Regions from separate parts of the Sus scrofa genome. Here region 2 is linked to region 1. A link is a contact called in public HiChIP or PLAC-seq data. All regions are on one chromosome and are shown on one strand. The core of a region is the stretch at or near the end of the contact, and the rest is flanking DNA. Distances in the headings are between cores, read along the strand shown.

The links. HiChIP or PLAC-seq counts read pairs in DNA pulled down with a chosen protein or histone mark.
Region 2: an H3K27ac HiChIP or PLAC-seq map of skeletal muscle shows a contact between it and region 1, with 7 times the contacts expected there. The contact joins two enhancer-like sites. A contact is called at or near these places in 2 of 47 Hi-C or Micro-C datasets (embryonic fibroblasts and fetal skeletal muscle) and 1 of 2 datasets of contacts at active chromatin or transcription factors (skeletal muscle).

Annotation. Positions count from the first base shown.
Region 1 is chr10:21,617,015-21,622,927 of Sscrofa11.1, reverse strand. No RefSeq gene overlaps it. Among named protein-coding and RNA genes, the nearest start is that of MIR181B-1, 77 kb to the left of the region's middle. Within about 2 kb of position 2,272, at least 21 of the 83 cell types and tissues checked have an H3K27ac peak or open chromatin away from gene starts, as enhancers often do. A contact at or near this core is called in embryonic fibroblasts and skeletal muscle, where this site is marked.
Region 2 is chr10:22,077,544-22,083,655 of Sscrofa11.1, reverse strand. No RefSeq gene overlaps it. Among named protein-coding and RNA genes, the nearest start is that of TRNAE-UUC, 160 kb to the right of the region's middle. Within about 2 kb of position 2,710, at least 40 of the 83 cell types and tissues checked have an H3K27ac peak or open chromatin away from gene starts, as enhancers often do. A contact at or near this core is called in embryonic fibroblasts and skeletal muscle, where this site is marked.

The DNA of each region.
Region 1 (5,913 bases), core at 1,023-3,522:
CACCCATGGCATATGAAGGTTCCCAGGCTAGGAGTCGAATCGGAGCTGCAGCTGCCAGCCTACGCCACAGCCACAGCGACGTGAGATCCGAGCCGCGTCTGCAACCTCCACCACAGCTCATGGCACCATCAGAGCCTTAACCCACTGAGCAAGGCCAGAGATGGAACCCGCATCCTCAGAGATACTAGTCAGATTTGTTTCCTTTGAGCCACGATGTGAATTCCACAGTCTCTGATTTTTATATGGACACAAAAGAACAGCCACACACCCCAGCCTCCCCAGCGCTAAGTGTGGCCGCATAGCTGAGTTCAGCCACCAGCACTCAAGTGGAGGTGATAAAATGGGGGTTGACAATGGGTGCTCCCTCTGTGTTCAGCCATGAAAAGGTAATGGCAAACCCTTTCCACTTCCAAGGAGAATATTGCTAGAATAGCACTGAGGTTGACAAATCTCATTCTAGGTGATTTCAATACATCCATAAAGAATAGGAGTTCCTGTCGTGGCGCAGCAGAAACAAATCCAACTAGGAACCATGAGGTTGCGGGTTCGATCCCTGACCTTGCTCAGTGGGTTAATGATCTGGCGTTGCCATGAGCTGTGGTGTAGGTTGCAGATGTGGCTCGGATCCTGCGTTGCTGTGGCTCTGGCAGAGGCCGGTGGCTACAGCTCCGATTCGACCCCTAGCCTGGGAACTCCATATGTCGCAGCAGCAACCCTAGAAAAGGCACAAAGACAAAAAAAAAAAAAAAAAAAGAATAAATGCAAAAGATGGCTGTTTTTATAAATGCTAATGTGTCCTCAGGTGCATTCTGTAATCCTTCTGAGTTGGTTTTTCCTCAATGGAAATTGGAGGCGCTAAGAGTTGCCTTGAAGACCATGACATATATTAGAGGGGCTGTGTACCATGTGCCAATCCCAGTGCCCTTGTTATTGGCGACAGCAAGCTGATCCTGGGTGTGGGAACAGGAGCACAGGAGGGAGAACGGGATGGGGACCGTGGCAAGGCGACCAAGGGGGATGGGCATCGTGAGAGGCGGTGGCCAGCCGGGCCAGGCTTTCCTCTCCTTTGTGAGACCACTGCGGGGGTTTCCTTAGTGAACAGACAGGACTCTGTGGTTAGCCCTGGAACGCTTTGTCCTCAGTGCACAGGAAGAGTGACTCAGTCTCCAGCCTCAAAGGATGGAGAGGCTGAGTCTGGTTTGGAACTTCCTCCCTCCACTCAGCCTTGGTCTGGGAACCAGAAGAATAGAGCTGAGTGTTGGGATGATTCAGAGATCAGGGGGCCCAGTGGAGGCAGGCGGCGGGGAGGGAGGGAGGCACAGAGGATGAGAGTGAGGCCCAAATTGCTGGCAACAGCAATTTTTATCAGGGGTGGTTTGAGCCCCGTTTTAATAGCCAATGGACCTAAGCTTGAATCTCAGGTCTACGCAGTAGCCACTGTTATTGGTACTAATTTCCACCTTTTTTTGGCGGGGGGTGGCATACCTGTGGCATATGGAAGTTCCTGGGTCAGGGATCAAACCTGTGCCATAGCAGTGACAAACCGGATCTTCCACCCACTGCATCACAAGAGAACTCCAATTTCCACATCTTTAAAGGGGTAATAACTACCTTTTGAGGGCTGTTAATAACAGCCATCATCAACTGAGTACTTATTATGCGTCCATCACTCTCGTAACTTTTTTTCACATTCTCTTGCGTCATCTTCCCAACACCCCTTGGGAGGTAAGACCTCTTGTGATTTCCAGGTTGGAGATGAGAAGCCGGGGGCTTGGAGAGGGCAGCAAACAGGCCCACCCTCAAACTCAGCTGCTGGCTTGGCTTTCTGCTTGGGAGGAAATGAGACAACCTAGCATGCTTAGCCCAAGCCTGGGGTTATTGGCTTGATGAGAGTCATTTTAAACCATCATCCCCATTTTAGCAATGAAAACCTGAATGGAAGAACAGCAAAGGAACCTGCCCCCAATTGTACAACGGGTGTTGGGCACACCAAGTGCAGACTTTCAGCTCTGAAGGCTTTTCCTACTCCCTCACACTGCCTTTGCAGCAAAAGGGCAGGGAGCTGTTTGAAAGCAGACACCTCACCCAAGATGGAGCAGCAGGTTCCCCCAGCTCCTGGGGCCCAAGCAAATGCCCTGGCTCTTGAGGACACGGACTCATGCCTCTGAGAAAGGATGTTTTCGTTGTTGGATGCATCTTAAAACAGCAGCCAGGAGCAGCCTCTGTCCCTGCCCCCAACCCCTCCTTTCCAGGGATCTGAGCTGCCCAGAGCACTGGAGTCACATGGTCTCTTGCTCACTTCTGTTTATGGAGTTTCTCAGCCAAGAGGAAAACCATTAGGTGTCAAATTGCAAGTTGAAAGCATCCAAGAAGCTGCCTATTCCAGCACGAGTTCCTGCCAAAGAGCCTTAAATAAACTCGGTGGAGGGAAGATGTCTAAACCTATTCTGTGTGCAGTATATTTAGTTTGTTAGAGGAATATTGTAGAAGTTGATTGCACCTCACTAATTGGTTCAGTTTCTAAAAGCAGAGGAAAATAATGGGCTCCCCCCCCCCAATTCTCTTTGTGGGTTTCTTTGGGGCAAAAAGCAAGTCAAGGCATTATTGAGGATAAAAGAAAAATCTAAAGAGTTAAGCAACTCTATATTTTTAGCCAAAGGTGAGAGGTAAAGTCAACAGTTTCTCTAGGAATCAAGGGCTGTGCACAGCAGTAGCACAAATAGAAAAAAATAAAAAATAAAAAAGACGTGAATACATAAGAGGAAAAACACAGGAGTTCCCCCTGTGGCACAGTGAGTTAAGAAACCAACTTCAGGGAGTTCCTGTCATGGCTCAGTGGTTAACGAATCCGACTAGGAACCATGAGGTTTTGGGTTCAATCCCTGGCCTTGCTCAGTGGGTTAAGGATCCAGCCTTGGCCTAAGCTGTGGTATAGATCACAGACATGCCTTGGATCTGGCGTTGCTGTGGCTCTGGCATAGGCTGGTGGCTACATCTCTGATTCAACCCCTAGCCTGGGAACCTCTGTATGCCATGGGAGCAGCCCAAGAAATAGCAAAAAGACAAAAAGACAAAAAAAAAAAAAAAAAAAAGAAAAGAAAAAAGAAAAAAAAAAGAAAGAAACCGACTTCAGCAGCTTAGGTCACTTTGGAGGCACAGGTTTGATCCCCAGCCTAGAGAGCCCATCTCCAGCCTGGTGCAGTAGGTTAAAGGATCAGGTGTTGCCACAGCTGCAGTGTAGGTCTCAGCAGTGGCCCAGATTCAGCCCCTAGCCTGGGAATTTCCATATGCTTCAGGTATGGCCATTAAAAAGAAAAAAAAAAAAGAGGAAAAAAGCCAATACAATTAAAAACTACCATGAAATATGTAAGATGCTTTGCCTCCATTTTTCAAAAAAGTATTTTGTTTCATTACAATGCTTTCTGAAAGAGACCGAACTATTTTACCCTCTTTTAAAGTGTGTGTGTAAACTTTATGTTTTACATAATGATGAATTTCATGCCACTTGACTGACATCCAGACCACAAGGTGCCTCAATGTCAATGCCCCTCGGCCCTGCGAAGCTCCTCCTTAGAGAGCAGAGTGTGGGCCAGAGTCAAGTTGGTCCTGGTACCTAACCCTTGAGAAGGGCCAGGGCTAGGAAGTGAAAGAAAGCAGTGTTTGACGTTTTACCTTTATGCCAAATTTCTTTTCTCCAAAGAAATTTCACACCCGGGAATGAGCAGAACTTCTCTGTACACATCCATGGAAATGTTCCAGGAATAATTTTTGGAAGAACCTGGGTGGAGTTCAAGGCAGATGTTAAGAGTTTCTGGGAAACCAGGAAGAAAGAAGAGAGAGTTCTATAAGGAAGGATCAGATAGGCCAAAAGGAAACCCTCCAATAGGACAGGGCACAGTTAAAACATAAAGCAAGAACCACACACAAAAGCTGTAGGAAGTTGGAGATTTAAACGGTAAGGAGCTAGTCTGTGTAGTCAAGACAAAAGCAGTGGGACAACTACCTGAGTGAAAAGCAGGAAACGGTCAGGAGGGCAAATAAAAACCTAAATTATTTTGTTCTTTTTCATGACTGAGTAGTATTCCATTGTGTATATATACCACATCTTCCTAATCCAATCATCTGTTGATGGACATTTGATGGAGCATGATCATGTGAGAAAAAAAGAATGTATACATGTATATGTAACTGGGTCACCGTGTTGTACAGTAGAAAATGGTCAGAACACTGTAAACCAACTATAATGGAAAAAAAATAAAAATCATTATTAAAAAAAAAAACAACAACTAAATTAAGGCGCAGAAAATTACAAGCAGCGAAAGGTCCAGAATCCAAGCTGTGAAGCCAGGGGTTTCCACGTACCAGTCCCAAACAGCATGTCAAGGAAAACGTACAGTAGTTACAGCTGATTAAAAAAAGAATTCCCTTCCCCTGGGACAGCAGCATTGAAAAAAGAGCGAAGGCATCTGTCTAAAAAAGCAAGGTCATTTTGCTTCTTGGCACAAAGCTGCGGAAAAAGGGAGAACACTTGTGAAAGAAGCAAAGAGACCTTTAAGACAAGTCTCTGTCTCTGAGGCGCGGTGATCCCATGGTCTGCTAGGACTGAGAGCTGTATAAATAGCCCTCCGCACAAAGAGTGGAGAGGCCAGAGGCTCTAAAACACACTCCGCATTGTTGAGATCTATAAATCAGAGGCCACTGATATGCCATCGTGAGGCCGAGGTCCATGCAGGTCATAAGGACGGATGTATTGATCCTATTAAGAGGCTCTGCCGACCACAGACACTTGACCCAAGTGATAAGTGGCCACGTGGCTCGGCTGCGCCTCCCAGCATGTTCCCCTCATGAGCTCAGAGTGAATGGAAGTCTGCGATAAACAGCAAACCAAAGACACGGTCCTCACAGGATGCTGCTCTCCTTACAGGTGACCAGCCTCAAGGTTCTGTGGCTTCCAGAACCTGGAAGATGCACGGGAGTTGATGTCCAGGTACCCCAGGAAGTCCAGCTCACCTGGCTGGGAAGCCCTGCCTTGGGGGATGGGTTGAGATCTCCTGAGATAACGACCCTTAGAGGCAGATGTCTACACAGTGAAAGAAAGGGATCTAAGCAAACGTCAAAATGAAATGACAAGTCCTGGAAATTATTGGACAGAGAAACTGAGCCCAGTGCAGAGTCAAGGGATGGCTCAAGCGTAATCATAACAGAGAGAAAGAAGCCATTGTTTGCCTGAGTGAAACAAGGACAGGGTACGTTCTCTCTCCACGCTCCCCTCCTCCCTCCCCTCCTCCATCTCCTCCTCCTCTTCAGTGGAGGAACTTAACAGTGAATAAATGTAAAGAAACAGACAGATGAAGAGAAAAGCAACCTAGCAGACCAGCAGCAAGAGCTCCCTAGGACGGAAAACGGACGGGTAAACATAGCCCAGAGATGGTGCAAGCTTAGGCTGCTGGGGAAGTTGGTCAAGCCAGAGCCATGTTTTAAAAATAATTGAATTTGAGTGCTTTTAGGTGGGGTATGCATTTTCCGTGTTTTTCAAGCTGCCACCCTTAATATTGTATCAACTTTTTTCATTCCTTCTCATTATTTTCCTAACCTCTGAAGGTATTTGAGTTTGCAAACTCCAGCTCTTGAGCAGTTCTGGGAAGATCTTGAGGCCAGCATTTTTAGAGGCACAAGCTCCAAAGATGTTTAGCTCAGAGGAGATAAGCTTGGTTCCAAAGGAAGGGATGCACCAAAAAAATAAAGACCACAGCTAGCATGGGGACAGAAGCAGTTCATGGTAAGGAAATACTGTTACTAAAACCTATAGTTTATATATATATGTATAACATGCATATATATTTTCTAAAAAACATATCACTAGCTTCCCATCATATTATGTTATTTTGTTCTCCTCGATTACCAACAACAACA
Region 2 (6,112 bases), core at 1,461-3,960, 460 kb before region 1:
CTTAAATGCCTTATTTCTAAATACAGCCACCTTCTGAGGTCTTTGGGGGCTAAGACTTCAACACGTCTTTTTTGGAAGGGACACAACTCAGCCCATAACAATGACCACCCCCAAAACCGATGAATTTTAGATTTACTTCCACTTTCTGAAATACCATTGAAGTTGGTGCTAGCCTTTTAACTTGATAGTTAAAACTGATTTCAAGTGATAGTTTATGACAGGCCATGAGAGACAATCTTTGGTGGGGGGGGCGGGGAGTGGAAAGTCATTTCTTCCTAATTTGTGATGGCTTTGTAGGGTATTTAAGCAACTAACGTATTATAAGAAATGTTTTCCTGTCATGTAAAAAAATAAAATAAAATGAGAGTGGGTTTGGGTTGATCTGATAACCCACTCCCATGTGGTACATGATTTTCCTTTAAAGAAAATCATGGCGTTTACAATCGTGCCACTGAGAAGTGGCCTGTAGCTCAACGCCGCTCTGTTCTCCCACAGCTGCTGCGGTCACTATAATTCATCTCTAATGTTGGTTGATTTTTATTTTATTTTTCATTTTTATAGCTGCACTCACGGCATATGGAAGTTCCTGGGCTAAGGGTCCAATCGGAGCTGTAGCTGGAGCCTACACGACAGCCAGAGCAACAACAGATACTGCGTCTGTGACCTACACCAAGCTTTTGGCAATGCCGGGTCCTCAATCCCCTGAGCGAGGCCAGGCATCAAATCTGCACCCTCACGGACACTATGTTGGGTTATTAACCTGCTAATCCACAGTGGGAAGTCCTAATGTTTGTCTTTAAATCAAGCCTGTCTGTGGGACAGTGGTACATGGAGGACCTTCCTCCATTAGGTTCGTGGTGGCAGAGGAAAGGAGACGAATCCATGAAGGGCAGCCCTACAGCTAAAACATTTATTAGCATCAGGGGACAGGTTCTTCTTTGTGCTCACATGCATGGGAAAACACAAAGATCCAAATAAACCTCAAGCCTCACTTAGGTTAAAAAAAAAAAGTCCCTGTGCCATCGTTGCAGACTGCTCTGAGTCAAGGTAAAACTGCTTTAAATTTTTTTAATGCAATAAAATGAGCCCCAGACACAGACAAAGGGCCAGACAGTTCCTCACGTACTGAGCTCAACTGGCAATGGTTTTAGACCTTGAAAGCAGCTCCACTGAGAACACCTGATGGGCTGGAACAGGTGGCAGGTGGCAGAGGGCACAGCAGAGGGGCCTGGCCTCAGCTCTGCTCCAGCCATGCCAGGCTGAGTCGGAGGAGACCTTCTAGCACGGTGGCAATGCTGTCACCTGCTTCCCGTGCTCAGAGTTGGGAAGGGCTAGAGGCTCTTGCTCTTAAGTGTATCTGGAGGTCACATCACAGCCGCTATGATACCATCTTCCCTCCAACCTCCCTCTCTTGGTCCCATCGACCTCCCCACTCTGCTTGAGGCTCCTCTGTGGTTGCTGTCCTCACAACAGCTGGGACAACTCCAATTCTCCTGTTCCCCTAAAACTCAGCTTCTGCTCCCACTCCAATCATCATTTACAAACTCAGTTCCCTTCCCCCCCACACCCCGGCGGGGCTAGACATTAGGGGCTGGATTTTAAGGGAAACCTCATTGAATAACTTGAATGTTCATGTGAATAAGTAACATGAGTAAGTAATGAGAAGGCCATCTTGCTTCTCCAGGGGCCCTCGCGTTTCTCAATAATGGAAATTCGTTAGCTTAAGTGAATTGCCAATTCGTGGAACAGGGTTGCTGGAAGAAGCATAAGGAAAGTTTTCAGACAGGAAGAGAGATCTTTCTAGAAAGGAAATTTCAGCTCCCCCGAGACGTGTCCCTCTTGACTCCTACTTATAAATTTTAATTGTCAGTTTCTGGAAAAATCATAATGGTGAAACGAAAAGGACTTGCAGAATTTCCCTAGATTGTGAAAAGAGCCTCATTGACACTTGGCTTTTTCAGTTTTTAGACGAGTGTTTATTTTGTCTCATTTGTTGGGCGTTATCTAAGTGAGCTGAGATAGCATAACTTCCAAATACTGTCCTATGGAAAAAGCCGAGGTCATCTTATGTATAAGCAACATGGGATACTGCCGGCACGATGTTTCTTTTTTTTTTTTTTTCATAATTTGTTGATAGTGGTTTAGGGGTTTTTGTTTTGTTTTGTTTTGCCATTGGTGGAAATGTGATAATGCAACATAGCAGTGAGCCTCTGCAAATTGCAAGTGGGACTCTGCTGCCTTAAACCCAAGCTCTGCTGCTGTCTACCCATGGACCAGGGGCAGCTCCTTTCTCCTCTCTGTGCCCCAGTCCCTTCCTGTGCACTAACCTTCCCTATGTTGTACAGTCACCCCGAGGATTCTATCAGTCAATGCCAAGGGCTTAGCACAGCCCTTGACACCTCGTAAATGCTCAGCAAATTCGAGTTCGACTGCTGTTGTTCTTACCTTTATCCTACCTATCCACTTTGAAAAGCCGACTTCATTTCATGTTCAAAGTCCTAAAAGCTGAATACACATCATGTCCCAGACCTAGGGAGACCAGTCTGGGCCGTATGACTACAACAGCTACGTGTCAGAAGATGTAGATACTTTCAACTTAGCAGCACGTAAACATGACTTCATTTTCCATTCCTTGTTACTATACTCACAGTTTATAAACAAATACACGGTAACCTTGAGGGAGGCCTGGTATGTCCGGTTTCAGTAGTCGCCAGCTGGGCTGAGGGCTGCTGGCCTTGTGTCAAGCGCAAGCTCCCTGATGCTGGTCATTAGCTGCCAGGAAATGCCTTCCTTATTCGTCATGATTGCCTGATGATTTTCTAGTAAGAGAGTGTTAATACTGTACGCAGCGCTGCAACTGCAAGCTGAATCAGTAAAGTGATTGCCTTGTCAAAGGGACAGTATGCTGTTTACTTCGGAGTTCCCAAGACCCTTGCTATTAGGAGTTAGTCCCATAATTAAGAGCGGAAAAAGTAAGTGGGACTCAGAGGTTAGGGATTCATTCTATCCGTGGATGCATTATTGGGCCTACTGTGTGCCCAGCATTGCCCTACTAGGAAGAAGAAGTGGCCTGGGCTTACACAGACATTTGGTCTTGTTCGAGAGACACAACTACGGGGCATGAACCAGTGGAAAAAACAGAACTTTTTGTCACCATTTGATAATGTGTCACAACCTGATATTGACATAAATAGTACTAATTAAAAACAATTCTTGGCCATAAAGTGTTCTGAACTTAGGCCAGCTATCTGGATATGGTCAAGCAATCAGCAATGATATCTGAGAACTTTTAATGTTGATTTTGAATGTTCCACGTAAGACTTAGGATGGCTCTTTGTGTTTCTTTCTTCTAAAAGCCACTTGGTAACCAGACCTCAAAATGAGAAAATGCTAAAGAGAACCTTTTTTTGTGATCTGAAGCTTTTCTGCTAAAAAATGACCACACAAAGATGCCCAGATAAACACATGAGGGACCTACTCTAAGTGCAAAACTCTTTACCAAGGTGTTGTGCCAGGAATCAGAGGTGCCCAATAAATGTTAGATGAATGAAGCATGGGAGAAGGAAGTGCAGGAGGTGTGTCTAACACACCCTGACCAGCCAGGGCCTGCCCTTTACCAGGCTCTAAGCAGGAAGTTAACCATGTAAACCCAGAAGGATGGGCGTCTGTCCTGCAAGGTCATTCTGCTATCATCTTGATGCTTAACGCATTATGTTCAAAAGGCAAAGAACAGTGCAAAAACAGGCCTGGCCTTGAGCTTTTCAAGCAAATATTAAAGATTAAGCTAACTTCTACATTATCACTGATGACCTAAATCCTGAAATCCAGTATCTTGGTTTTTAAAGGGCATTTGATTTTGGTACGATGCTTTAGCAACATGATTGGACCCCAAACATATTTGATCATCTGTAATCACTAGCTGAGCTTTAACAGTCTGTTTCTATCCAGATAATCTTTATGATGAACATTCAAAACCAAAATTCTTAGCTGATAAAGATGCTTCTTCTTCCTTGTGGAGGAGAGACACAGCGTCCTAACGATACACTGAAGGGCAGGACTCACAGCTCATATTGACTGTGATGGACTTTAGTTAGCTCCTTAAAACTGAAGGTAGTTTCAGCTCAGTTTCCTGTGGCCATGGGTCCCAGGAACAGCACAGACAGCTGAAATTTTGAAAATAAACAGGTTATGTCTTATAGTTTCAGCTTCCTCTCTAGTTTTGGCAAAGAAGGAAAAGGAAGCTGAGATTTCAGCTCCTCTCCTTATGCCTTCTTCAGGTGACTGAGTGTTGCTGTTTCTCTTGAATTCATACGTTGACATTCTAAGCCCTAATGTGATGGCATCCGGAGGTGGGGCCTTTGGGAGGTGACTAGGTCATGAGGATGTAGCCCTTATGAATGAGATTAGCGCCCTCGTGAAAGAGACCCCAGAGGGCGCCTTGCCCCTCCTCCAGGTGAGAGCGCAGCAAGCAGACAGCTGTGAATCCGCAAGTAGAACCCAATCCTGCTGGTGCCCTAAGCTCCCAAGAATTGTGAGAAATTTCTTTTGTTTATGAGTCACCCCGCCTATGGTAATTGTTATAGCAGGTCAAGAAGACTCTGACACCTTCTATGTCAAAATACTAGTTTTCTTTTTTTATAATATTCTTTGTCTTTAAATTAAAGTATCATTAATTTACAACATTGTGCCAATTTCTGCTATAAGGCCAAGTGACTCCTGTATATGATCTTTATCTCATACTATCTTCCATTACGTTCTATCCCAAGAGATTGGATAGAGCTCCCTGTGCTGTACAGTAGGACCTCATTGCTTATCCATTCCAAATGTTAATAGTTTACATCCAGTGATCCCTGCCTTCTCCCATCTCAGTTGGCAACCGCAAGTCTGCTCTCTATGTCTGTGAGTCTACTTCTGTTTTTGTTGTTATTGTCATTTTTGGCTATATTGGAGCATATGGAAGTTCCCAGGCCAGAGACTGAATATTCGACCTATGCTGCAGCTGTGGCCTGTGTAGCAGCTGTAACCTGTGCTGCAGCTGCAGCAATGCTAGGCTTTTTAATCTACTGAGCTGGGCTGGGGATGGGACTTGTGCCTACTCAGTGACCCAAACCACTGCATTCAGATTCTTAACCCACAGCACCACAGTGGGGACTCCTCAAAGTACCAGTTTTCTAATAACATAGTACAAGCAATGACCTTAAGGGAATCAAGAAGAGGCATGGGGTGGCAAGCAGACCCTGAAATACCCCTGTGTCCCAGCCCCGGAACCCCCCTGGCTTGCAGGTGCAAGGGACTTGCTACTTATTTCTAATCATCAGCATCAGAAGGTGGTGATGGCTGGTGCTCCTGTGATTACACTGTGCTACAGAAGATTCTGTCTTAGCTGCCTGCAGTGAGAGATGCTTCTCGCTCAGCTGATGGTGTAACCGCCAAGTTGAGGAAGCTCACTTTGTAGGGCCTGCAGGCAGCTGAGGAGGGGAAGAGAGCCTTAAAACCTAATAGCGGTCTGCAACGGATAGTCTGCTAGAGCCCGTCTCTCATCAGATGACCGCAGGGGAATGGATTTTGTCCACAACCTGAATGAGCTTTAATGTGGGTTCTTTTCCAGGACAGTTTCCAGATGAGAATGAAGGCCAGCTGACACCTTCATTGCAGTCCAAGACTCTGAGCAAGGGACCCAGTTATGTCCTGCCCAGACTATTGATCCCTGGACCCTGGGAGAAAATAAATGTGTGTGCAATTCAAGCCATTAAATTTGCTGTCATATGTTAATGGAAAATAAATACAGAGCCAAGCTTAAGTGAAGTGCTGCTAAAACAAATACCTAAGACATAAGAGTGGCTTTGGAACAGAGGCTGGGGGGGATAATTTTTTATTTATTTATTTATTTATTTATTTATTTATTTATTTTGCTTTTTAGGGCTGCACCTGATGCATGTGGAGGCTCCCAGGCTAGGGGTCAAATCAGAGCTACAGCTGCCGCCCTACGCTACAGCCAGAGCAATGTGGGATCCGAGCCACATCGGTGACCTACACCACAGCTTATGGCAACGCGAGATCTTTAACCCACTAAGTGAGGCCAGGGATCAAACCCGCATCCTCATGGATCCTA